5 separate regions of the Mus musculus genome follow, and regions 1, 2, 3 and 5 are each linked to region 4. Evidence: chromatin contacts called from public HiChIP or PLAC-seq data. All regions are on one chromosome and are shown on one strand. Each heading gives the region's core, a stretch centred on a gene start, on an enhancer-like site or on the middle of the called end of the contact. The rest is flanking DNA. Distances are from core to core; before and after follow the strand shown. Region 1 overlaps Mecom (MDS1 and EVI1 complex locus). Region 2 overlaps Mecom (MDS1 and EVI1 complex locus). Region 3 overlaps Mecom (MDS1 and EVI1 complex locus). Region 4 overlaps Mecom (MDS1 and EVI1 complex locus). Region 5 holds the start of Mecomos (a long non-coding RNA gene).

Region 1 (5,539 bases), core at 1,551-4,050, 380 kb after region 4:
TGTAGCTCCGGCTCCCACAGTGGTGCATGCCACAGCACCATGCCCCAAGGCTATGTCTACACCAGAACATTTGGGGCAGTGAACGACAGCAACATTAGGTTCAAATTAATCTATTATCCAGAGCTGTGAAATGTTGGTTGCTTGTTTCAGAATTACATTGCCTGTGGGTGAAATGTTTTAGGTAGATTTTAATGCAAGCTCATGACTTGCTGAGGAGATTAAGTGGAGAAAGGGAAATTAACAGTTGGGAGACTTGCGGAGGGCACAGTTCTGGTTAAAGTATATGAAAAAGTATTACATATTTCACGGGCAGGTCTGGTCTCCTGTTGGCCACCTGCTGGGACTGAAATATCCCACATCATAATGAAGGCAGGTTTGCAGAACTCTTGTAAATACTTGAGCCCCTGCAATTGAAGACAGCAGACAAAGGCGGCTTTGGGGTCTCCTGCAGACTTTGGAGGGGTCGCTCTGTCAGGCTGGTGCTCCAAATGAATTTGGCAATATATTATTCTGCACTTGTTGAGTGGAACATGCAAAAATCGCCCAGTTGGGGTTTTTTGCTGTCCTGAGTTTACACTCCTAGTAACAAACAGGTAACCTTGGGTGTTTTGAGTATTTTTCAAAGTAACCTTGTCATGTCATTCTACTGGTATTGGCCAGTCCATTTTCCCATACCTGTGTGGAATTTGACCCTCTATTTTCAAAAAACTAAACCAACAAAACAAAACAAAACACTAAAACCAAAACCAAAACCAAACCAAACAAAACCTAAACCTCAAATTAACCTGTAACTTTTTTTTTTTTTTTTTTTTTTTTGTCAATTAAATGGTTTATTCAATCAGATGGGAGACCAAACCTGCTTGGGAATATCTATAAAGAATTTTTTTTACAATATTGTAGTTTTTCTTATAAAAACACTTAATTGAAATGCCTAAGAGCTGCCCAGCCCAAAAGTCAATAAAAACCCTAGAATAGAGTTTATAAGGGTTGTCTATGTACATAATTAAATCCTTCAGGCACTTTAAAACTCTGCAAAATAAATGGTTATGCAAGAATAGCCTGCTGAGAGAAGAAACGCTTGTATCAGCTTTAACCAGCTACCCTGTGTTCCGTCTTTCTGGGCTGGAATGAGAAAGCTATTAGAATCCTGGAGGACTGCGGGCCACATACAAATCATCTTTGTTACTCACACTTGGGGGGTACTTTATAGTGGCTGTCAAGACCAATACAAAACATGGTTTGTGTCTGAAAAAGTCAAGTGCCATTACTTAAGAAAGAAGATACTAGCTACCCAAGTCAGTGACCAACATCCAGGATGTTTACTGAGTTTCCTTGTTAGAGAGAGGTACAGGTTTATTATTGCGCCCGACTGAAGTAGACTGACATGCAGGTTTGCATTCTAGATTTGATGGGCCAGCAAAGGTTAATTACTTGCCGTGATCTATGTGGAGCAGGAATAAAGGAGATGAACCATATTTCGATTTCATCAACGTTCTTCGGGGAATATATAAAAGGATGCTATTATTATGTGTGGGTAGGGGTTGGTGCGAAGGGGCGGGGGCATTAAAAAGAAAGTTGTCTAATGAATGTAGCCAATAGAAAAGTCCAAGGTTTTTTTTCTCCCCCCTGGCCCCTCCAAGTTATGATAAATGATAGCACACGGGAAAGATAACCTAGCAGGAGAGTGGGATCGCCAAGGCCAAATACTAAAACTCCCAGCTGACGGGGCTCATACACTGCAGCCTCTGTTCATGTTTATTTTTTCTGCTCACTCTTGGTTTCGTCAATCAGTATGATAGACGATAAGTCCTGACTAGAGCGGCCCGCGTCCTGCTCTCTCACGGTGGGTAGCATGTTGTGGTTGGCGCCGCGCAGTCGGAGCATCGCCCGCACCCGGAGCAGCAAGGGATGAGGTTCGAGCAACTTCCAGCAGCCAACTCCTTGGAGAATACCAAACAGGAACGTTATCAGCAGAGAGTGGGGCTGCCAAGAAACTGACCACACATTAGTACCTTTGTTTGGGTAGAGTCTAAAGGGGCTGTAGCTCAGACTTGAGACACTTTCTGTTAAATCATCCCTGGTGTTAAGTGTTAAAAGAGAAGCTTGTTAAAAAAAAAAAAAAAAGAAAGAAAGAAAGAAAGAAAGAAAGAAAGAAAGAAAGAAAGAAAGAAAGAAAGAAAGAAAGAAAGAAAGAAAGAAAAGAAACCAGGGCTGATGGCCCCAGGCAGTCCTGTGACAAGACTCTTCCCAGTTAGAGACTGAATTTGTGGACTTCCTGAGCTGAGGTATATAAATGGACATCAATTTAAAGAAAAGGAAAGAAATCCTTTTTAGTCTCCTCTTTACTTGTAAATGCATCTTTACTTGTAAATGCACACTATCTGCAGCAAAACAGCATAAAAATTCCTGCAAAAAGAAGTCTGTGGGCACAGTGGGGGTTGGGGGCTGAAACACTTCTTAGGTCGCCAACAGCTCATCAGATAAATGGAATTTCCTGACTGCTATCCACAGATACTAATGTTGTTTATTTAATCCCTCAGAACTAACACTCTGCATTTCTTCCTAAATTGTTGGTTGTTTTTTGTTTTTTGTTTTTTCCCCTCTATTTCTCTATTTCAGACACTGGAAACTTTTAGAAACATTTTGATATCACTATTTTTTTTCTTAGTTCATTTTGTAGGAGCTTAGTGAGTATTTAAAAAAAAAAATCAAGAATGTCCTGACTTGATGCAGTGAAGGAGCCAAAGTGAAATTCTTTTGATATCTCGTGATGCAACCAGTGGCCAGACATTTCCTGTTCAGCGTTTCCCCCTGGGAATTCGGGTTTTCTTCCTTAAGAACACATGCACTGGACATCTCCAGCACTGCCCTGTCTGAAATTTCAAATGAGTGACCCACACCTTCCCTCCAAAGTGTTGCTTCACAGTAGGAAGGGAATGTAAACCGGACAGCTGGCTGCCTACACAGCTTTTCTTTGCTTCAGAAACTTTGTGGACTTGCTAGAGAGTGCTCCTTCCTACCTTCAGACTCGGTCCCTAAACAAGGCAAGCATTTTCTCATTCCGACTTCGCGTCCCTGGTGCAGTCCCTTGGAGCTGCTGATGTCTGTTAAGCTGAAACTCAACACGGGAATATTAGTTTTATTTCGGTTAATTATGTTACTAAGAGCTCATGAACCTTAAGATTTAGGGCTGGTCTGTTTCTAGTTAGGCTGCCAAGTTTTCGGCTTGATGGAGGGGGTCTGTTTCATTCTCCGTGGCCTCTGCACCTCCGTAACCCCTGACTTCCTCTTTTCCTGGATCGCAAGTTTACGTTCTCCCCTTCTGTGAGAAGATTGAATGCTTATTCAACTCTGAAATGACTATGGTCACAAAATATCAACAGTGATTTTTAATAGATCTGTGCCTATCAAAATATTGTTGCTGAATAACAGGGTAGAGGTAGTTGTGGCTGCTGATAGTAAGGAATCCGACTGTTAATAAAAAGCAGACAGGGGCTTGAAACAGTACTTCCAGAGTTGCAATTTAGACACTTTATATTACTTTATTTAGTGCAACACCTGCAGCTACTCACATTGCTGGTGGCTGAAATAATCCAGGTCCACACAGGGAGAGTATTAGAATTTCATTGTGCTATTTGTGCTTACTGTTTAAGCCCTCCTCATAGGGGAAAGCATTAGCTAAGTGTACAGTAGATAATAAAAAACGGGATTTGGCTCATCTGTGGCCCTTAAATCTGCCTAGTAAAAACCTCCCTTTGTAATTAGTATCTGACTTCCCTTGTACCTCTGCTGGGCACCTGGGGGTGGGCAGTGCCACAAGCTGCCACTTGTTAACGTTTAGTCAGTTGTCCCCACAGTTTGTGGATTTTATGATCAGGCCCTCTTCTGAGCCTTGGCCAGTGTGAACTTCCTAAGCTTTCTGCAGATGCTATAATGGATTTCGGATGGAAGATGATTGTACCTCAACAGGACAAAGAAGGTGCTTCACATTAAAGCAATAATACAAAGTCATTCTTCACCTTTAATTGACAGCCCAATTTAGATTTCAGAGGATGCTTTCTAGTGATGTTCTATTTTAATGTGAACTCCAAAGGGTTGATAAACATCAGTATATAGGTGTAAAGAGTTCAAATCAAAAAGTTTCCTCATCCAGGCCAGAGAGAGAGAGAGAGAGAGAGAGAGAGCGCACTTGAGGCTATTTCTCATTCCTGAAGAGGTACACAGTTCAGTGGATTCCTACCCCTCGACTTGAATTGCTCAGGGTCCACTGAGACAAGCCATACTGCTCTGCTTGTTTGGGGGTCAAAGAAGTAATCACTAAGGCCTTCCTTCAGAATATTTTTAAGCGTTTAGGGGAGATAAATAGCATGCGGAGATTTTATAATCATGATCCGAGTTTCCAGATAGCTGTCCCACTTCCTAAGCTCTGCTTGCTGAAGTTTATTTGGTCACTGAAACATTAAGCTTAAGCAGTCCTGTTCTTTCTACTTTATGAAAATGTAGACAGGAAATTATCAGCAAATTGCTCGTTTAGAATTAAAGGCAGGAAATGAACTTCAGTAGTTGAATTCTTGTTGTAAAAGCTTCTACCTAAAGTACAAATGAAGCCAGAAAACCATGGGTTTTTTTTTGTGTTGTTGTTGTTTTGTTTTTTGTTTTTTGTTTTTTTTTAAGTCTGAGTTTGCTATATCAACACAAATAGACTTAAATGAGTGTCCTATGTTTCCCCCAAATGCTGATGCATTTTTTGCAGGATCCATAGCTATTTGTCACTAATTTCCTGACAATCTAAAACTATAACTAGTCATCCTGGTTTTCTCAACCTCTTATTAAAAAATACAATTTCTTAAATTGCATTAATAGATGAATGTAGGCTATGACCCAGAAATCATAACTCTGTCAATTTATTACAAAAATATAAACATCTCTTCAAGTTTGAAAACTTGAAATTTCAGAACTTTCTATTAAAGCCTTGCTTATAACACATGAATATATATTCCTAAATAGTTGCTAGTTTCCCTCCATGGGGCCTTTTTTTAGCTATTCCTTTTTGAAGCTTGTTAATCAGATTTTATTCTTTGTGTGTTATATTGTTAGTATGCCCAATACATCAGTGGTATCTACAAAATAATTCCTGCACTTAATTTTCTTTTATATTTTTGTGCTGTCACTTTTATTTCTCCCAATATTTCAAACACTCTAATATTCTTTAAAGTTTTCTTTATTGGTATTACATTATTTAAATAAACCACAGACATAATTCTCCCCCAACCCAATGATGTGTACCGTGTCTGACTGCTTTGATTACTGTTAAGGAAAAATGAATTGCCTTACATTAAACTAGGAAAAAACCCTCAAACTTCAGCCTAACTTTCAGCCATGCACTTAACCAAACTCCAGGAAGTCAGAGGATGCTGGTGTCTAAAGTTATCTTATTTTTCAGTTTCTTAGAAACTCATGTTTAACACTTCTTTCAGTATTTTAGAACTTATACAAGGAAAAATTATATGTAAGAATGTATAGTATTCATCTGTTATTA
Region 2 (4,854 bases), core at 974-3,473, 270 kb after region 4:
TTTAACACCCAGATGTGTAGTACTTTCTGATGTTCAGGAAACTTTAGGTTTTCTTAATAATTTAATTTATCCAAGTACTGACAAGATGCGTAAAAATGTGGATTTTTCTCTTCAATTCATCAGAAGTGTGATATAACATTGATACTGCTAAATTAAGCAATAAACGATAATTTATATAAAAATTTTTCCAGCAACTTTTTTTTTTATTTTATTGCTATAGATGAAATAACAAGCATGTTATTCAGGTATTGAGAAATGTGAATCAGAGCAGTTTGGTGATAAACTTAATACTTTAACCATTTGGAGTAGGATTATGTGTTCGCTATCAGCAGACCTGTAGCCATAAACAATTCACTTTAACCATTTAATGTTCTTTGTAAGCATTTGGCAATTGGAACTTGACTTAACTTGGGTATACTTTTATGCAGAGTTCTTCTTCCTTATTACAAAGTCATAACCAATTGAATATTTCAGATTCTTTTCATTCTAATCCAATCACTATAGTCCAACTCAGAGCCTTCTTACTGCTTTGCACACACACAACACACATACACACACACACACACACACACACACACACACACACACAATCATTAACTACATAAACAATGTAATTATTTCAGAGCCTGCATTTAAATGTAAAAGAAAAGAGGCATGATTAATCATAATAGCATCTTTTTATTTTATGAATGTATCCCAAACATTATCATTTATAACTACAAAACAAGATAGACCTCTTATTCAGGAAGGGAGATGGCTCAGCAGGTAAGGATGCTTGCTGACCTAAGTTCCATCTCCATGTCCCACCTGATGGGATGATTCCTGTAAGTGGTCATCTGACTTCCACACACATATCCTAGTATGTGTGGATGCTCTTCATCCTTCACATATACACCAAATAATCAAGTAATGTGAAGTTAAAGAATAAGAATTATCAATTCAAATCTTTATCCAGTTGTCAATAAAACCCTTGAAATCAGGTGTGTATATTAACAACATACTTTAATGTGCTGTAACAGTGTGGCTACTGACTGCAGCATTTAACAGAGCCGTATAGCATCTAGAGAACTCCACTATCTGTAGTGGGATGAGTTAAGCTAGTTAATATGCTCCTGGAAGCAATAAAAACTGCCATGGGGGAGGGCCACAAGGCCTCACCCACTCATCTCGAGAGTAGAGAGGACTCTGAAGGTCAGGCCAGGTCAACAGCCTGCCCATGGCTGCCCTTGATGAGCAGACGGCACTTAGATTCAAGATTTCTTCCGGAATTTTAGATTATCTGGAGTCCAATGCTGCTTTTGTTAATTTTGAGCAACTAAACAGCCAGAGTATACAAAGAGAATCAGAAATTAAGATGGTCCTGAGGTCAGGATGGCCACGTAGGAGAAGCACTGTTCACTGAACTTTCCTACATGGCATCATGATTGTTTTTAGAGCCCACCGAGTTTTTATAAATGGACATTGATATTGAACATAGAGGAATTAACTTTAGATAATTTACCTTGGTACTCCCCTCAGACCTATGGAAAATAGAGGGCCTTTTGTTTCATTCGACATGAGTAACTAGTGGTTTTAGCTTGATTGTTGTGATTGAAACCCCAACAGGAAAATGACCGGGTCTCATGTTCATTGGCCCATGGATCCCAAAGAGAAAAATCTGAGTGTTCTACCCCTGCAGTTTTAGACTTTAGACAGTGTCAGAAATTAGCCCCGCCTGACAGTGTCAATAAAATGCTACTGATTAGGATGTATGTGGAAAGGAGAAATGGGAAAAGATAGGAGTCATCTTTTGCAGGATCTTTTGCTGACAGTATTGATCCTGGGCTAACATTCCCAGATGAAATGAGCCGGGACAAGTTGAGTCATAGGATAACAACGCTGCCATCCTGCGGAAGCAGTCTCAGAGAGAAGCAGTACAGCCCTGGCTGTGAAATGAAACCCACAGAGCAGCCAGTGAGTGTCCCTGAGTCTCCCTCAGCTGCAGACTGCATACCTGTGTCCATGGGAGGGCCCTCCACACAGCATGAGCTAGCCAGAAGTGCCAGAGCCAGAGAGGGGATGCTGTCCCCAACAAGATGGGGTGTGTAATCGTATTGTCCTGTCCTGTTTCCACTCCCCACAGTAGAAAATCCTAGGAGGCTAACAAGGCAGAGGATAATGAGAAACATGCCAAGGTAAAAGAAAGGAAAAAGAGGGAGCAAGAGTGAGGGGTCTAACCTACGAACAAGAAACAAATGTGATCAATTACTCCAAGTGTGACGCTAGCAGATACCTTATCTTATGGCTCCTTTAAATAAAAGCCTGATTGTTACCAAATGTGTCTAAAAAGTGAGGAAGAAAAACACATTCATGAAGGGGAGCGGGTGAAAGGGAAACACAACTTTATATGGATGTCAAACAAAACAAATCCCCCCAACCCCCATGCAATTCAGTTTCTAGTGAAGTGGTTAACAGTGGCCTTCTCTGAGCAGGCAGTAAAATGGCTCAATGTTTGAAAAATAAAAGCACCCGACATGACTTGGGGCGGGGGAGGGTCATCCGAACAGGAAACGACCACTGATGGTTTTGCATTCATTCGGAGATGTTTGTTATATTTAAATTATCTGACTCAAATATTTTAAAGGGGAAAGCCCACATGGTGGCAGGAACAGGGTCTGATGACAGAGGGCACAGGGGATGACTCTATTCACCTTTGAATCACCCAAGGCACTCATTTTCACATCCATATCTTCAAGGGTGTTTTTATCTAAGATATTTCCTTGTTCTATGAATTACACGAAACTAGCAATTGTACTTTTAGTGCCATTCATCTTTAACAGGACTGCTTTATGCCCAAGCAAATGTGTAGCCTGTTTTAACGATGTCAAGCAGAGCAGGGAACATGAGGGTTAAAGCTATGGGGAGGACTGAGGCCTGGCAGCTCTGGGCTGCATACTCCCCCAGCTCCCCGTAAGTGCACTAGAATTAACACCATTCCTTTCTTGGAGATCCTGGGTCAGTAGGTGTTACAGGATTATGTTATGAGGTGTGACTATGGGGCAGTAAGACTGTTTTTCACCCTCCACACACAGAAAGAGGCTCTTTTGACTGCAGTGGATAAAACATATTAAATTTCCTTAGGGCCCTCGCCTCTGGTCCTTATACACACACACACACATACACACACATACACACACACCATAATCGCACCCCCCCCCCCACTGTTAAGGAGCTTGGGGAATGGCAGGTGGAGGACTTGTTTTAGAGACAAGAAGTGACATCTTCGAGCTGAGTGTCTTGCCACAAGGATGCCGAGTGGAAAGTAGAGACAAGCTCCATTTCCAGACGCTTCTACATCACCCCAATAAAGGTCTAGCCTCTTGGAATCAGATGTTGTCCCAGCATGGTAATCCGCACCAGTGGGTGGTTTTGTGAATTATCTGCTGCATGTTTAGCTCTTGACAGTCGGTCAGTGCATCTGGAGTATTTATGTGTTGCACTAGACAGTTGCCCACTCTTGGCTGGTGCTCTTCTGTTCTCAGGGGCCTGCCACCCACCCAAGATCTCTAATTGAAACTTTGGTTTTCTAAAGTGAACATACCTACATTCATTTGACTTTCCAAAATAGAAGAATGGACTATGGCTGTCGCAGAATTCTCTGTGGGACATTTCCGTTCATTTAGAAGGCTGATGAGTTCCTTGATGGACTCTTTTTGCTTGTTTCTACCTCTTCCTTGTGTTTCCTTTTTGATTGTCGCTAATCGGACTATGTAAGCAACACAGGGCGATGGTAAAATTAAAATACCACATAAGCAGGTCTCCTTTGTCTTTGTAGAGAGGCCATGTTGTTCTGTGGCTTCTTTGCATGTAATTCCAAAAGGTTTATGTGAAATTGTATACACACATAAACACATTATAGGCTTATAGACAGAAGTCTGTTTCTTGCAAATGTCTACCTATGTTTTCATAAACCTGCTTTAGTTTTGCAATAATATGTCAAAGATTATTTTACTCTGTTTAATTTGTTCATTTAAATATTTATCTAATTATATAAACACACATATCCCAATTATTTAATCTGTCTGGCTCAGAGGCACACACAATCAGTATTTTTATTATGTATCTTTCTAGGTACATGTGTTTTTATTAATTTACACAAATCTGCTTTTCTCTTCTTTATGCTAACAGTATATAGTGAGCACACATTTTTTGAGCTTGCTTTTTTGACCACTTAATAAATGTTCTTGTGGTCATCCAACTGCAGTGTGTAAAGGACTTCTTCCTTTTTGTTGATTGCACAGCAGCCTAATGAATAGATGTATCATTCTTTAGCTATTCCTGCATGGTTGAGCATTGGGGTTGTTTTTATTATTATACTTTCTCACTACTGCAAACAATGCTCAGTGAGTAACTAGGTTACATTTCTAATTATTTCACTGTTTGCTCATTTACCTTGCCAATACTAATCAATTGTCTACAGAGCAGCAAATATGGGTTTTTTTTTTCTTCTTAAGCATAGCATGATGCATAAATAAATGATCCTTTCTGCCAGTCATAGGTAAAAAGTAGTACTTCAGTGAATAACATTCCTCCTACTTATGGCACTAGGGTTTTTTTTTTTTTCTCAGATAGTTGAGTATCTCGCATGTTTCTTTCCTTGCTCACATATCTTTGGTTATAATACCTAGTTTCCAATCACCAGATGGGCATTTTACTTAACCCCACACGATTCTTACATATGTCTGACCTCTTCTATATTTGAACCCTGCCAACTTTGGGCTATGGTGAGCATCATAGTAAGTTGGAATGCAGGAATTTCTAGAAAGAAGACTGCTTGAAACAGGAGGTAATGTCTCACTTAATTTTATGATGAGA
Region 3 (5,505 bases), core at 114-2,613, 510 kb after region 4:
GGCATTTTCCAAATTTGTTCTTGACATGAGCCTAAAACTCCCCATGCAGCCAAAGTTGACCTTTATCTCCTAACCCCTTCTTTCATTTCCTAAGTGGTCCCTAAGTCTGGCTTTCAATTAAAGCTTAAATGTGCTTACATTTTCTTAAAAGGTAATTGACAATAGCTGGTAAGAATGAATCTGTCTTACATCACTTCTCTAGATGCCTAACTGCAGAGAGAATGCGGGGCATGTTTAAAGTTATTCCTATTTTTCCAAACTTACTTCCTACCTTCCCTTGAAAGAGAGATAGAGACTATTTGAACATTTATATACCCATCTCAAACATATGTTGCATATAAATGTATGTACCTGAGCCCATCTTGAATATCTGCAACAGAGCCTAGCTAACTTGGAAGTTCCCTTGCACCCAATAGGCAGATTTATGATCACTAGAGTGGATATTTAGAAGGATGTAGTAATTAAATCATCCCAGTTTTCACCGGCCATTTCAAACTCTTCTCATGTCTTTGCTCCGTCTGAGTCAGAAGAGTCCCAGCCTTGTACAGACTCCTGTTACTCAGTGACAGCAGCTTTCAAACTCCCTTTCCACCCTAGTCATCAAGTAGGATTTTTCCATTATCAAGTGGACTTTCTCCCTTTGAGGACTTAGAAGTGTCCAATGTCCCCTTTCCCAGGAGTGGTCTCCTTTTAAGTGTGTCCCGGTGAGAACTTCCTTCGGCTTTGCTTCTTTGAGTGACACTGGCTGTCCTGTTACTGAGATTCAAGACTGACTCTCCCAAATCTGATTCTAACCTTTCAGAGTAGAGAAAAGAAAGTTAACTGACCCGCTTGAAGCTTTGAAAGAAAAATACTTGAGACCTTCTCCAGGATTCTTGTTTCACCCGCAAGTAAGTAATTTGGATTTTAGATGTCAAGCTTGTAAACTTGTTGATCCTAAGAAGCAGGTGCAGTGGATTGAAAGAAACTTTAATAACACTAGTATTTCCTATGACGTTGCCATGCAAGAACACAGGAAATTTTAGCAAGACTAAAAACCCAAGCTTCTTAAAAGAAAAAGTCATCAGTATATGTGTAAAAATAACATTGTTTGGGTGTTAAATTGCTATGCGCCTTAACTGTTCACCGAGCTAAAGTGCATGTTGGAGCGAGTCAGACTCAGCTAAGGAAATAAATATTGAAGTCGTCTTTTGTGTTTAAAGTTTCCTGATATGAAGATATGGATCACACTGTGACTCGTCCCAACCTCATGAAGGTCACTCCTGTCCTTTCAGTGCTTAGATAAAAACAGGAAATGAGTCTACCTGACAAGTTGTTACCATAGAGGGTGAAGGAATTTATCTAGACACCACTGGGCATTCCAGGGAAGGTCTATAATTGCACAAGAATTCACCACAATACACAGAGCTATTTACTGAATGGAGCCAGGCCCATTTATCAAAAGACATACAGTTTCTCTTTGCAAATCGGTATACTGAACAGTGCTATCTTGTGGCTTCATCTCTGGGTCGCCACCCATTTAATTTTCTTTTCTGAAGACTGGTTTACATATTAATCCACAGCTAGAGAGTCATATTGAAAGTGCAAACATAATGTCTGGAATCTGCTTTTTTAAACTCACATTTCATTTTGTTGTGCTTTGTGTTTAAATGATGCAAACTCTGATCTTTAAAGACACTGAAGGTTTTAAAGAAAATACCTGACAATTTGGTACATAAATTTGTTCTGTTGTAGTATATCCAAGCCATAAATGATAGTCCTCTAAGTAAACTGGTGAAAATCTCTTCCTTTTAGGTAGCAAAGGCATTAATTTGTCTTAGGATAGGAATCTTACCTTTTCTCTCGTGTTCTTAGTTTTTCAATTTTCTTCCTTAATACCGAAACAAGCATGGGAGAACAGAAATCCAAACATCTGTTTTAGTTATACATAAAAACTTACTTCTGTTCCAAAATTCCCACTCTAATCTAAATTGAGAAAATATATGCTTAGGTATCAAAAATTCCAGGAACATTCCACCATGGATTTTATAAAGGAAGGTTAAGGACTAATACTGTTTACATAACCCCTTCACAGAAAGAGCCAAGTGCTGAAGCAGTGAATGTTTATCGGTAAATATTTGATATTTATGCTGACCTAATAACACTTGCAAGGGTTCACAGTGTAATAATCTAGAATACAAAATGCCCTGTTTCAGATGTTGCATAAAAATACAACTCTCTTGGTATATTCTTTTCTAATTATAAACAAAAGCACACATGCATCTATATTACTGTATACATTTAATAATAGTAACCAGGTTGCTTATCTATTTTTATTATATAATAATAAAATAGCAGTAAAAAGCTGAATACTCTAGGGTATGATAGAATGAAGAAAATGGGAATGGGGTTTAGAGTCTGAGCAGTTTCTTCTATCTGGGTGTTAGTTTTCTTATCTATGAAAATTTTCTGAACATGTTGACTTCAAGGTACCCATGGCCTCTAAAAACCAATGGCCAGCCTTGGTCATTGTGCCACTTAATAAAGTGGTTAAGTTCATTTACCAATAATTACATGTCTGTAGGACTGTATTATAAATGTGGAATTTATTTATATTTAATAAGGGAATATGAAGGAATGTGTTATATTTTAGTATTCTCAAAGGTAACAGTGAATATGACAGGTAAGGGTTGTGCCCATTGCTCACAGCAGAGTAGTGGCCCCTCCTGTAGACCCTCTGAGGAATGCCATGGGAATACAGGGGGAGTGTATTTCCTTCCCACCTACAGTGTCACATTTTGGTGTGTAGACTGCCTGTTGCTGCGTGTGGTTGTTAGGACCCAGTAAGGACAACAAAAGTTAATTTGCAGTACTTAGTGTGTCCTAGATCCGACAAATAGAAGTGGATTCCTGCCATTCTGTATTCAGTGTCAGTATAATGCCAATATCATATGTGCTGGGCAGTGGGGAATGCCACAGGGGACTTTGGAGGGACAGAAGTGGTAGATAGATATTCAGGGTGCCTAATTCACAAGCTACTTCCAATCTACAGTGGAGCACTGTTTAAAGTGCCATTCCTGCAGTCTTAATAAGTAATACTTAGTAGGTGAACTCCTGGGATGCACGCAGGAGAAGCTCAGCTCTAACTTCAAGTTCACTGTCTTAAGAGAGGTCTGCTCTTTCAGAAAACTGCTCATGTCCCAGTGTTAGTCATTTTGTTTGTTTGTTTTTGTTTTTGTTTTTGTTTTTTGTGTTCTATCAATTCCATTCTAACCTCAACTAATAAAACAAAGGGTTTGGGATTAGGAGTACCTGTGGCACAGTGTTTTTACTATTTATAATTAGTCAGAGTGTTTGGTTTTGAGGAAGATTGCTTAGTTCTTTGTGTATAATAGGAGAAAACATGGCTTTACAGGGTAGCTATAAATGGCAAGGTTTACCAAGAGGGTATATTTGACACTGTGTCTGGTTTCTGAAAGAAACTAATGGACATCCTTAGAAATGGATGTGCAGGTCTCCCGTGGTGAGGATAAAGTCCCTGTAGTAAGCATCTCATGTCCTGATCTACTTTCTAAGCCATGGCTTCTCCATGTACCCTGGGCTGTTTAGAAAGGTGGTTATCGGGTCCTTGGTATGACCATACTATGTAGATGCTATAAGCAAACACAGAAAGGTTAGCCCCTGCTATCAGGGTTTTCCACAATTTAACAGTTAAACAAATGCTTTGGTAAGACCATTTTAAGACTCTTCCCATTCAAAATTCACCGAAGCACATGTAGGAGCTGCTGACATTCACTGTCTGTTTTTCATGCTACCACACAACAAAGAAGATATCACATTCTAAGATAGCAGATTTCTATTGGCACATTTTCTCAGTTGCTTTAGAAAACTGTGAAGACATATACCAAGTTTGCTTAATGGCATGCCACAAAGAAGCTGAGCTTTACATTATTTTAAACACAATCCCTCCAAACAACTCAGTCTTTAGACAATAATAAGAGAATAAGTCAATACATATCTATTGATTTTTACTGAAAGACTGTTAGCCTATCTTACTGCTTATGGCATTACAGTATTTTAAATTGTGTCAAAGTATTTAAAACATACATACTCAGATATGTTCAAATTAAGAGAGAAGTCCCGAGAGTCTCAGTTTCTCCTCTCAGTACTTGGAGAAGCAATTTGTGCTCTCAGGCTATTGGAAGATGCTGCTTCTCTTCCTCAGATCAAGAAGGTAGCTGAGTAACAGGAGTAATGAGCACTGTAGATGTTCTCCCTGGATACAGAGTTGAAGATTATCCATGGTTCTTTAGATTGAATTCTAATTTTGAAAAAGAAAGCACAGCCACGAAGAGATAAGGTGGAGAGAATATGTCGCTGAGTAATACCACAGACTTCACTTCTCTAGTTCCTGCTCAGGTCATCTTCATCCATGCCACACATCACTGGGAATGAAGTACGAACCATTGGTCATTATATCCACGTCAAAGTGGCTATGACTCATGGTTTGATTTTCCTGCACTTTTGATATTATTCTTAGTTATTTTCATACATTATTTTCATAGATCTGATGTTTTTCATCTATATCAAAGACCTTTTGTCCAAGCTTTGCTTACATTGCCTGACCGTGTGTCTACTACATTTCAAGGAGCTGAGGATAACATAACATATTCCAGGCTGTCACTTACACACTGTTGTGGGAAAACGCACGTGTTCTTTGCCTTTCATAGTCTATTTTGCTTTCCTATTGGCACATTTCTTACTTGTTACGAAGCTTATGCAAGCATGGAGTGTTTCTGCTAACTGATATTTTCAAGGGTTTAAACTTCAGCCTTTGATAGAGCATCTAAGCCATGGAGGCTTTCCCTGAAGACCATCATTGTCACAAATAACTATAACATTTTTATTCATTCCTCCTATGATATATTCTGAGGACCAACAACCCAAGTCCCTTACTACCAAGCACGGAATTCCAAATAACAATTTCAACGAAAGAATTATCTTTTATTATATAATTATTCCCATTTTAGTAAATGCCATATTTGCCTGATTATTGATGTGATAGAAATACAACAGACTAGATTATGGCAGGAAATTGCCTTAAATGAAATGAAAACAGAATTTGGGAAATTTGGGACCATGGCTTTGTAGTGAATAATAAAAAAGGAAGGATTCCCCTGCCTGGTTATGGGTTCCATAGCACACAGTAGGTAGCTTTCATAGAGTGGCTGTCATTCTGGTTTCTATCCAAGCTTGGTTCAATGATTAATTTAAGGAAGCAGAGGAAACTCACCAGTGTTATACATAGACTTAATTTTATTTCTAGAACTTTTACTGAAGATAGAGTTACATGATAAGTAAAAATGATCAGATTAGAATAAATGCTCATTTCTCAGAGGAGAGATTGCAGTCAAGTTCCAACACAGAAGTAATTTTCTGTTTCTGTTTCAATTTTGCTACCAGTTCCCACTACCTGACCAGAGAACATGGGTAAGTTCCTTGCATTTTTGACTAAAGTAATGTAGC
Region 4 (5,343 bases), core at 1,344-3,843:
TGTCATTAGCACCTCTTAACTTTTACAGCTCAGAAATGATACCTATCACATTTGCTCACGTTCCTTTGGTGAAGCACACGGCCCCTACTAGGCCAAGAGGAGTGTGAAGTGTGGAAAGGTTCCTTGGGAATCTGCTATTCAGCATCTACTCCTTCCCACGGAAGGGAGCAGGCATCTTTGAGGTCAGGCAGCCAGCTTTGCTGCATGTGTTAATTCCATGGAGCGCAAAGAGAGAAGGATGAAATGAATATTGTGGGAATGACTAGACACTCCAACTGTACCAGGAAACCTGGCTTCCATGTAGGGCAGACATTGATTTGTGCCGAGACATGTAAACCCTCTCCTGGCCAACTGCTGGGATCAAAACCCCATATATGATTTGAAAATAACTTCATACAATTGCAAGCTCGTAAGTGCAGGTTTACATGCTCGCCTATGTGCAAGCTGTCAGGGTTCCCTTTCTGGAGGTGTAGGTGAGACCCAAAGCTCAGTACTGATTAGAGGTCAGACATACAGATAATGTCCAGGAGGACTGCTGGTGAAGAAATCAGAAGACATTCCCGAGGGCCACACAAAGGGACTGCCTACAGAGGTAGAATGGAACCACAATATTCACCTTGAGGGGGGGGACTTGAGGAACAGGATGAAGGGGAATTCTGGGTAGACAGGTAGGAAGACAGACACATCCAAACATTTCAGAGAAAACCACAGCAGTGCAGCAGCTCTAAGTGGCCTGAAGGACGAGCCCAGCACTGGCGAGCCCAGTTAAGTGTAAACATTTGTAATGCAGGAGTTTCAGGATCAAACCTATGAAGGGCTTTGTTTTCTTACCCGTCCACTGTCATGGCACAGATTTTTTTTTTTCTCTAGAGACCTCTGATTGGAATTTCCCCTACCTCTTGATTGCTTAGCTACTGTCCTCTGTGTTACAGTTGTAATCATTTGTTTACTTTGGACAGTCTCTCATTCTGGCATCCATGCCTAGTTGAAGCAGAAGCTATGTGTCCTTTGACCCCAATTACATACTCATTACCTCACAGCATGCATGGAAAAATATGGACCGAATGGTGTGTTTAATCATTTATGAGTCCATAGTTGTGTTTATTGTTTTTTTTTTAAACTTCAAAATGTAGCTCCTTTGTTCAAATACAACTCTAAATGTTGAAAAAAATTTAAACTTTTAGAATAGAAAGATCACATGTGATTAGTTTTGGTGCAACGCCGGTGAATGGCTTTGGAGTGAGATCAGATGTCCCTGCTCTGGGCTGCTCTGCAACAATTCAGCTAGAACAGGCTTCTTAAGCTGCCCCACTCACAGCTTTTCTCTGCCTAATAATTTTGTTAGATAAAACTGGGTATATAGGTCATAAAATATACACATGAAACACTTATTGAGGATAAACCATATGAAAAGTATTTTGAAACAATTCCTTGGTATATGTATGATTTTATCGTATTAGATGTAAAAGCAAATTTGCATCTCAGTGAGCTGGGTATGCTTGTTTCCTTTACAGAAAGCCCTCCGTCTGAGCTGACTTTCTGATGCTGGGAGGCAGAAGCCAGACTAATCCTCAGCGTAGAGTACAAAACAAAGAAGCCTTAAGACCATTTCAAAAATTGTTAGAAACTGGTCTAACCCTGAACAATTTGTTTTAATGAAACTCAAGTTAGTACCTTGAATAACAACTTAAAATCAAATCTTCTATGGGGCCAGTGAGATGGTTCAGCAGTTAAGAATACTTCTAATTTTCTAGAGGTCCTGAATTTGGCTCCCAGCAGTCATGCTGGGCAGCTCACAAATGCTTCGGAGTCCAGCCCCAGGGATCCAACACACACACACACACACACACACACACACACACACACACACACACACAGGAAAAGAAAAATAGATGTTAAAGAAAAAAACTCTAGCAGAACTTAGGGGTATGCTGTTTTGATATCGACATGCCGAGGAATCATGGAAGAAAAATGCTAAAGTTTGTTGCTTGAAACTAACCCTTTGCTTCTGGCCTCCAGAGGCACCACACACACGTGATGCAAACATGTAGGCAAAGCACCCATACACACAACATAAATAAGTTTTAGAGAAAGAAATTGTTTTAGGAAGTTTCATTATGTCCTTGTGGATAAAGTCATGATAAGGGCTGCACAAGACAGCCAATGGAATGACCACATCCAAAAATCTCAAGGGTTCTGACACGCTGGGGTATCTTTGGTGAATGGTGGTGTAGTCATGTACTCTTGCCTCATCTTATATTGGCAGCCTTGATGCAGAAAGGATGCCGCATAGGTTTCACAGATGTCTTTACTGATGATGTAGACAGTTTGAAAGATAGCACAGCATGTTATAAATGACTTTTTTATCAAGTTGGAACTCTGCTCTGTGACCTACAAACGGCCATTCAGGAGTCACTAGTGCAGACTCGTTCGCTTAGGTTTAAGAAATTAATTGCATAATTATTGTCTGGCTTGACAGCAAATTCAAGCAAAGAGTAATTAGCTGAACAGAAGCTCTGTATGAGTAAGAGATAGCAAGAGGCTTCAGCGGAGCTGGCATTCACTTAGGGGGCAATAAAGAAGTAAATCAGTTACGAGGTGACCCACCCCTGTGCTGAGTGTGTGAGTCAGAGCCTAGCTAGAGTATTCCACATTGTGTACCGGTTGATACGTTTGAAGAAAGACACTGACAATCGGGGGCACAAAGCCGAGGATGGGATAGATTACGAAGAGTTTGCAAACTGTGTTCTAGCAGTTTAATTAGGATAAAATAGGAACATTGAATTTTTTTTTTTTTCAAGACAGGGTTTCTCTGTATAGCCCTGGCTGTCCTCACTTTGTAGACCAGGCTGGCCTTGAACTCAGAAATCCGCCTGCCTCTGCCACCCGAGTGCTGGGATTAAAGGCGTGTGCCACCATGCCCGGCTAGGAACATTGAATTTTATGCACTCAGATAACTGAGGATTCAAGCCAATAGAACAGTATTGAAAGATGGATCTAATTTTGATAAGGATGTGCAGGGAAAGGGAACTGTGGAGAAGACTGGAATAACTGAGTCAAAGATTTACGAGCTCTACCAAGAAAACGACAAGCCATCTCCTTAGGGTTAGGCATAGAGTGCACAGCTGGTGTCTTGGGAGATGAGACCGACATTGTGGGCTGGGGCAGATGACTCTAACTTTGAGTGTGACACCAAGTTGTGTGTTTGCCTCAGTGGGGTGTAATCCAAGGTTTATAACCTAAGGACCAACCATGGTAATGCCAATGATAACAATAAAGTCTGTGCTAATTTCAATTCCATATAAGCACTGTCAGCTACATATTGTATTCTCGTGTCATAGATTAGAGAGCAGGGGCCCAGAAGCCCAGAAACATCTCCAAAGACACAGCCTATTTAAGTGGCAGCATAGCGACTTGGCCTTGAATTTGTCTTCTGTCCCCTGGACAGTGCCCTGGGAGTACTGAGGGGGCTGAGCTGCCTGCTCCAGTGGGCCTGTGCCCACCCACGTGTGCTGCACCATCAGAACGCTGTGTCCTACCACAGACCCTGGACTGGCATTTCATTTGCCTCTGCTACTTTGGAACTACCAGACAGCAAAACAAAGCCCTAGAGATAGAGGAAGCCGATGACTTAGAAAACAGTGATTAAGAAGCCGTGTTTACTTTTTGGATCCTGAAGCCTTTCAAGCTCAAGTTTGAACACCGAGTCTTGGGCGGTGCATCCTGACTCCGGTTCAGGCCAAGAATTGGGTGTGTCTAATCTAGAGAGTGATTTAAGAGTACTTTAGGTTTGAGTACTCCCACATGAACATTACTCCAGATACAGAAGTTTAAATTCTGGCTTTGCAGACATTTACAAAAGGAGACCCTTTGGCCCTTTGTTCAACTCCTCCTGCTGCCCGAAGGCCTTGTAATTTTGGAGCTACTTGGGTGGCACTGCTATCCAGACAAAGGTTGGCTAGAGTTGGGGCACTCCTGTCCACTGCTTGCATCTATGACTCTTGCCAGTCTCAGTAATCATCAATAGGAGAGTTAGGTATCAAATGAAGGTAAGCAAGGCAGGGGCTGTGGGTTTCTTTTTTTTTTTTTTTAAAGATTTATTTATTGATTATATGTAAGTACACTGTAGCTGTCTTCAGACACTCCAGAAGAGGGAGTCAGATCTCGTTACGGATGGTTGTGAGCCACCATGTGGTTGCTGGGATTTGAACTCCGGACCTTCGGAGAACAGTCGGGTGCTCTTACCCACTGAGCCATCTCACCAGCCCAAGGGGGCTGTGGGTTTCTAAGACTCCCTGAAAAGTCCTTCCTGTGGGCCTGTGAGAGATGGCTCAGCAGGTACAGGTGCTGGCTGCTGAGGCCCCTGATCTGAGCTTCATCTCTGGGCCTCACACGGTGGAAGGTGAGAACTAACTCTCCCAAATTGTCCTCTGACCTTCACATGCATGCCATGGAACACATGTGCTTTCACATACATCTCAAAATAGCAAATTTATAAATGAACACTAAAAGTTTTACTGAGTCACCTAGGTGTAATTGCAGTACTCTGGTGGCAGAGACAGTAGGATTGCTGTGACTTTGAGTCCCACCAGGTCAGTCAGGCTTCATAGTGAGGCTCTGTCTTGGAAAAACAAACAAACAAACAAACAAACAAACAAACAAACCCCCAAGAAAACCAAAACAGAACACCCCCCAAACCAACTAAAAAACCTTATGAGTATGACCTTAGAAACTGTAAATGAAGGTTAAAACCTATCCTATTAGTACTGGTTAATGAGCATATTTATCTTGTTGCCTGGAAAGCTGTGTGTGTGTTATTGTAAGGTGTATATGTGTGTGTGTGTGTGTGTGTGTGTGTTGTGTGCATGTGTGCATGTATATGTGTCTGTAGGCCTATTTCTTTTCCGGAAGACCCAATGTTAGTTCAGTTAGGAGTATAGCTTTTCTTTCCTGTAACCATGTGTCCATGGCATCACCATGTTCTTACTCCTGCTGAGGCTGTTCTGTGGCTGTTCAGGCATCCTAATGGGCCCTGTGCTGTGGTAGGCCAAATGAGCGCAGGACTGTAGCGTGGACACCAGCCACTCTCTCAGCTCTCTTTGCGTCCCCACCCTCTCTCTTTTCCATTTCTGCATATTTTGCTTCCTCTCTGACTTTTTTTTCCCTTCTGGAATCTTAGTCTACTTCTTCAGTTTTACCCCATTCTCTTCCTCTTCAGACCACCCTTGGCCTCTCTTCTGGAGTTGGCTGATCTTGGCACATGGGTCATCATGTTTGCTGGACATCATGAGGCCTTCCCTGAAAAGGCACGTGGAGGTCTCTGTGCTTGCATGATGGGATAGT
Region 5 (4,979 bases), core at 2,131-4,630, 460 kb after region 4:
ACATTAGGATTTTGCTGTTAGTTTAAAGACTATTGTGATAGTTTGGCCTTGAGCTGTATGTATCATAAAATATGCCATACATATAGTGGATTATAAGCTATACTTTTCTGCCTCTGCAGAGATTTTATTTAGCATGCCTGGCTGCAGTCACAGAGACGATAAAATGGAATTTTAGGATTATCAATATAGAATGGACACAAATATTTCATTAGATCATAGATAAGAATTTAACCCCTGAGTCTTAGCTGTTTAACAGGTGTAAATAGTGGAACAATTCCCCTATAGCCTCTGTCACCTCTATGCTGCTACGTGACTAAGGCTAGTCTCTGAAGCCTTACGTTCTCTTCTACCTTCCATGTACTGAGAAGACAGGCACCCTACCAGCACCCACCTCCTCTTGCTTTAGTGTATGCCTCTACCCGGAGCTCAGCATTTCCAATAGACTGTAAGTTTATCACGGCATAAGTTAATTGTGGCAGTTGCTGCTCTGTGTAGAGATGATTGTGTGGTTGCTGCAGGGAACTTCTGCTCCTCAGTGTGCAGAGTTGATTCATCTGGAACTGTGTTAGTTCCTCAAGGTGTGTGGTTTATCTACAGATAAAATTTCTGTAACTTTGTATGCCGTCTGATTTAATGTCCACTTAGTCCAGTGACTAGATGGCTCTAAGCAGGCCAATACATGACTCCAATGTCAAAAACTCAGTAGGAGGAATTCTTCATATTTAATTCAGGCATCTGTAGATGGAGAGTGTCCCGAAGCTTTTCTTTATCCTAGGGAAATATACATCTAGATAAGGCCAAATCCTATTAAGGAAAACTAAATGACAAGAAGCACCATGTGAAACCATGCTCATGGTAAAAGTTACATTTCAGAAAGACTTTTAATGGAAAATGATAGGAATGAGTTACTTAATTGTGAAATGAGATTTTATTCATTCTTTCAGAAAGTTCTCATAGCATTATACTCAACTACAACTTGTTTTAACAGTTTACAGGTAAAGGATCAATTGGCCAGAATTTATTGATGGCAATTCCTTTGTGAAAGACCTTCTGGATGTTTCTAGAATAAAGATGGAAGGTTTTGGGTTTTTTGTTTTTGTTTTTATTTTTGTTTGTTTTTGTTTTTTTTTTTTTTTGGCTTCTTTATGACTCTTTTTGTTCAAGAGTAGAGTCAGTAAATAGAAGAGTATACATAGAAATGTTTATGCTTTTTTTTGAAACAGATACAAAATAAGTTGTTTGTAAGACCTGGCCCCTACCCTAGGTGTTTCAGTGGAAAGAGAAAGAGGGTTTGTGTATGTTTAAATACCTTCCATGATGCCTAGTAAGATCAAACATATTTTACCTAAAGGGCTTATATTTTTAATTTTCACAAAGCATTTACGACATAATTTTCACTGGGATGCTTCAAGAATCAGATATATTGATGTCAATTAGCCCCAGGATGTCTGTTATTAAGAAGGACCTCCTGTGAATAATCCTCCAGGCAGGGTGTGCTGTTGTGCAGCATGGTTCTTGCCATAGACTAGGTTACAAGCAGCTTAGAAGATGTTGGGTGAGCATGACAAACAAAGCCAACACTTCATCTCCTCAATCTATGGCTCTAGTCACTGAGTGACTGGGCCATCAGAGGCAAGAGAAGGAGCCATAGGAACCCAGTTAAAGGGTCAAGAGCATGCACTTGTGTGCTCATTTCTCTGCTATAGATCGGTATAGGAGGAAACTAAGGGAAAGGGCCTGGAAGCTGAGCTTGACGTCAAGTTGTAGAGGACATTGAATTTTGGATCAGTTTTTTTTTTTTCCACCAATAAAGTAGGATCTAGTGTAATTTTTATTTAGTTTAGTTTAGTTTGAAAAGTGTGGGTTTTTTTTGTTTGTTTGTTTGTTTGTTTATTTATCGATTTTTTGCTTTTTTTGTTTTTGGTAAAGTACATTATTACAGCCTTGTTATTTCAGAAAGATGAGTTTTCACTGTTAAAAATGCCATAGAAACTTGTAATGATAAGAATTCCACTAGGACCATTCACATGGGGAAGGAGGAGGGAGAGAGCAAATCAACTCGAACAGGTTAACAAAGCCAATGCCTGGCCACTTGGGGAAAGGGAGAAGGAAAAATTTAAAATAAGTTGCAGCAAAATCTAAACTGAGCCCAGGGAAAAGGCTGACACAGAAATGAATTTGGGGGAGAAAGTAGCAAAATGGCCAGGATTCTACTCTAAAACAACAAAAATGGAAGACATGTTTGTGGCCGAGTCCACAGACAATGAGCTATGTATCAATATGTATCAACTGATTCCTCTGGGTTGGGGGAGGGGGCTGGGGGGGGGCAGCATCAACCAGCCAATATCAACCAGCCAAGGATGGCGTTCTTTCAAATGTGTCCTCATGTTTTATCATAGTTACTCTCACAAAGACGTACAAGTTTAGTGTAGTTTACTGTGAAAAGACACCAACTGAAGGTAGCCGTGTGAGTGGCTCCATCTTCTAAATCATGGTGCTTCTTAAGGGCAAACCTGCTACGGGAGCTGGCTTTAATCCAGGAGAGAAGCCCAGTGAAGGAGAAAGGCTTTGGACCCAGCTGATACCAATCAGTAGGCAAAAAGGAAGAAGTAGGGGGTGGGGGAGAGGTAGATAAGATTTAACCTGAGGTCACCAAGGTAAAGTGAATTCCAGGCAGAGTGACAATAATTACATCAGCACTATCAACAATAGTAGTCACTTTGTATTGACCAAATGCTGTGTCCCATGCAAGATTCTACGACTTACGTTTAGTGCTTCATACGATTCCCTCACACTGGGATAGGTCTGCATTTCAATGACAAGGTCCTGCAGAAGGTTGGGCAGTAGATCTGGACAATATAAAACAAAGAAATGAGTCAAGGGTGTGCAGAAGCTGAAGATCTGTGACCAGATCATTACAGTCATTCAGATGGATGGTCCCAGGCATCCAAGTTTAGGCTCACTAAGACCAAGCACGCGTCTGGTCAGCAAATACCTCTTTAGTACTTGTTTCAGCTTAGACCCTAGGCAACAAGGGGTAAATTATACCTACCTAATTCTCGTTTTTCTGGCATGTGAAGTTTACCAGAGGACATTGTAAGTAAGGCATGCCTTTTCTGACCTGAGGGGCGGGTGTGATGTGTGGGCGAGCACGCATGCGCGCTCCTGTTCGAGCTTACCTCTTTGGGTCCCTGTTCACCTTTGTTTATAAGGCTCTCTTGCTGATTAGCCTGATTAGCAGAGGACACAGTAAATGGGAATGGAGAAGCTCAGGTGCATGCCAGACATGGACAGACATCTTCCAGGGAAGCAGAGCGAGAGCGAGAGAGCGAGAGAGCGAGAGAGAGAGAGAGAGAGAGAGAGAGAGAGAGAGAGAGAGAGAGAGAGAGTGAAAGAGAGAGAAAGAGAGAGAGAGCAAGAGAGCGAGGAGAGAGAGAAACAAAAAAAACCCAAACGAATTGTTAAAATTCTCCTCTCCCAAAGTCAAGATAAGAATTAGGGCAACTGACGTTGGAGCAGAACAAAGGATTAAAAAAGTACAGTCACACTTGCAGGCGGGACTAGCTTCCGTGTTGTGCATACGTGGGTGTTTACTTGAGTCTGGTATACAGACACATTGCAACTTACTTATTTTGACCTGTTCCCACGGAGTCAGAGCACCTCACGCTTACATTACCCAATGGATTTTCCCAACACTCTCATTATGCTGATATTATGAAACTTGCATGGAAATCAACTCAAAGGTTAAGTGACTTACCCAAAGGTACACAAGAGGAGTGGAGGCGAGGCGTGCATGCCTTCCAACTCACTCTCTCCACAGATTAGAAGGCTGAAAGCACTTTTGAGTAAGTTTCTAAAACCCTGGGGAGGACTTCGACCCTGGAGTTATTGCACACTGTGCTAAACACTGTCTTGAAAAGGCTGAATTAATTAAAATGAATAAAATAATGAAAAAGAAAAAAGCAATTCGTACAGAGTTGAGGTGAGTTCCAAACACATTAACTGCCTTAGTTCTGCTCCAGCATAGACATAAGAGAAGATTTGGCATTTTGAGAATGACCATGGTTAGTTTTCTCTAGAAACTGAAGATAGTTATAAAATGCCCTCAGTGGTATAAAAGATGCCCTTTATCCTATTGGCACAGGTGTACGTTGTGCGTTTTGTGACTCTTTGTTTCTTAGACTTGTGAGTATATATTGGCTTGTCTCTTTTTTTCCTTTTGAATGTGTTCACATCGAAAGCATCAGACAGTCAGATAAGAGAAAAAGAATGCTATTCTGTGCTCCCCTCCCACTTTGCTGTGTTTTATTAAGCTGCTTATTTATCATACGGTGTTCACTGAAACTTTAAAAGAAGCCTTTTTGTTGTGATACTTCAGCCACTCAGCATAATGGCTCAGGAAATAGATCAAAATAGCCAAGGAAAATATTTTAAATATGGCAGCTGTAGTTGAAGTTTGGGAAATAAATCTTTGAGAACAATAATTTATTCACTTGAGCTGTTGTTTCAGCAAAGTATTTCATCTTAGTTTCAGAATAGTTGCTATTCATTACTAAATATGTTTAAAAATCGAAGCAGAGAAATTGATTTCATTCTTTCCAGACATCCTAAAAAATACTCAGGTGTTAAAGTTGGGTGCTGTATCGGTAAAAGCAATCAGATAGGGATTGTGGCTATGTGGTTAATTAAAGGTAGTAGGCGCCTTCGGGGTAACTTTGCATCATGGACTTATGGAGGACTTCACACTGTAGGGACAATAACGTGGCGCTCCTTCCGAATGTGCACAGTGCTGTCCTACAAAGACATCAAGATGTGTAGGAAGTCAACCCTCCTGCAGTCCTGCCAAGCCAGACTGACCCCGGCAAATGAAAATAATCAAAAGTAATTAGAAGCGTGCTGGATGACTCCTCCGAGAGCCGAGCGGGAGAGTAAACACGCCCGAATCCTCGAGCCACTGCAAAGGCCCATGTCTGAGCTGT

The links. HiChIP or PLAC-seq counts read pairs in DNA pulled down with a chosen protein or histone mark.
Region 1: a FOXA1 HiChIP or PLAC-seq map of pancreatic cancer cells shows a contact between it and region 4. The contact joins two enhancer-like sites. A contact is called at or near these places in 1 of 484 Hi-C or Micro-C datasets (cranial neural crest), 1 of 115 datasets of contacts at active chromatin or transcription factors (pancreatic cancer cells) and 1 of 9 other capture datasets (embryonic tail).
Region 2: a contact with region 4 is called in a FOXA1 HiChIP or PLAC-seq map of pancreatic cancer cells. The contact joins two enhancer-like sites. A contact is called at or near these places in 1 of 15 datasets of contacts at CTCF or cohesin (the NIH/3T3 cell line) and 4 of 115 datasets of contacts at active chromatin or transcription factors (craniofacial prominence, embryonic forebrain, embryonic hindbrain and 1 more).
Region 3: a contact with region 4 is called in a FOXA1 HiChIP or PLAC-seq map of pancreatic cancer cells. The contact joins two enhancer-like sites. A contact is called at or near these places in 1 of 115 datasets of contacts at active chromatin or transcription factors (pancreatic cancer cells) and 1 of 9 other capture datasets (embryonic tail).
Region 5: a contact with region 4 is called in a FOXA1 HiChIP or PLAC-seq map of pancreatic cancer cells. The contact joins the promoter of Mecomos here to the enhancer-like site in region 4. A contact is called at or near these places in 14 of 39 promoter capture datasets (the 3T3-L1 cell line, 3T3-L1-derived adipocytes, the HPC-7 cell line and 9 more), 1 of 484 Hi-C or Micro-C datasets (liver), 11 of 115 datasets of contacts at active chromatin or transcription factors (craniofacial prominence, embryonic basal ganglia, embryonic forebrain and 8 more) and 3 of 9 other capture datasets (adipose tissue, macrophages and pancreatic islet).

What each region holds. Positions count from the first base shown.
Region 1 is chr3:30,102,977-30,108,515 of GRCm38.p6, reverse strand. The region is part of intron 2 of Mecom (MDS1 and EVI1 complex locus); the gene reads left to right. Among named protein-coding and RNA genes, the nearest start is that of Mecomos, 86 kb to the right of the region's middle. Within about 2 kb of position 2,800, at least 82 of the 459 cell types and tissues checked have an H3K27ac peak or open chromatin away from gene starts, as enhancers often do. A contact at or near this core is called in pancreatic cancer cells, where this site is marked.
Region 2 is chr3:30,211,075-30,215,928 of GRCm38.p6, reverse strand. All of the region lies in intron 2 of Mecom (MDS1 and EVI1 complex locus), which reads left to right. Among named protein-coding and RNA genes, the nearest start is that of Mecomos, 190 kb to the right of the region's middle. Within about 2 kb of position 2,223, at least 45 of the 459 cell types and tissues checked have an H3K27ac peak or open chromatin away from gene starts, as enhancers often do. A contact at or near this core is called in pancreatic cancer cells, where this site is marked.
Region 3 is chr3:29,972,644-29,978,148 of GRCm38.p6, reverse strand. Mecom (MDS1 and EVI1 complex locus) reads left to right here. Exons shown (of 16, transcript NM_001370769.2): 9 at 803-890. Among named protein-coding and RNA genes, the nearest start is that of Gm52621, 21 kb to the left of the region's middle. Within about 2 kb of position 1,363, at least 20 of the 459 cell types and tissues checked have an H3K27ac peak or open chromatin away from gene starts, as enhancers often do. A contact at or near this core is called in pancreatic cancer cells, where this site is marked.
Region 4 is chr3:30,479,136-30,484,478 of GRCm38.p6, reverse strand. The region is part of intron 1 of Mecom (MDS1 and EVI1 complex locus); the gene reads left to right. Among named protein-coding and RNA genes, the nearest start is that of Mecom, 28 kb to the left of the region's middle. Within about 2 kb of position 2,593, at least 22 of the 459 cell types and tissues checked have an H3K27ac peak or open chromatin away from gene starts, as enhancers often do. A contact at or near this core is called in pancreatic cancer cells, where this site is marked.
Region 5 is chr3:30,018,341-30,023,319 of GRCm38.p6, reverse strand. Mecomos (a long non-coding RNA gene) reads right to left here and starts at 3,380. Exons shown (of 3, transcript XR_003954597.1): 1 at 3,180-3,380; 2 at 2,767-2,849; 3 at 142-771. The region is part of intron 2 of Mecom (MDS1 and EVI1 complex locus); the gene reads left to right.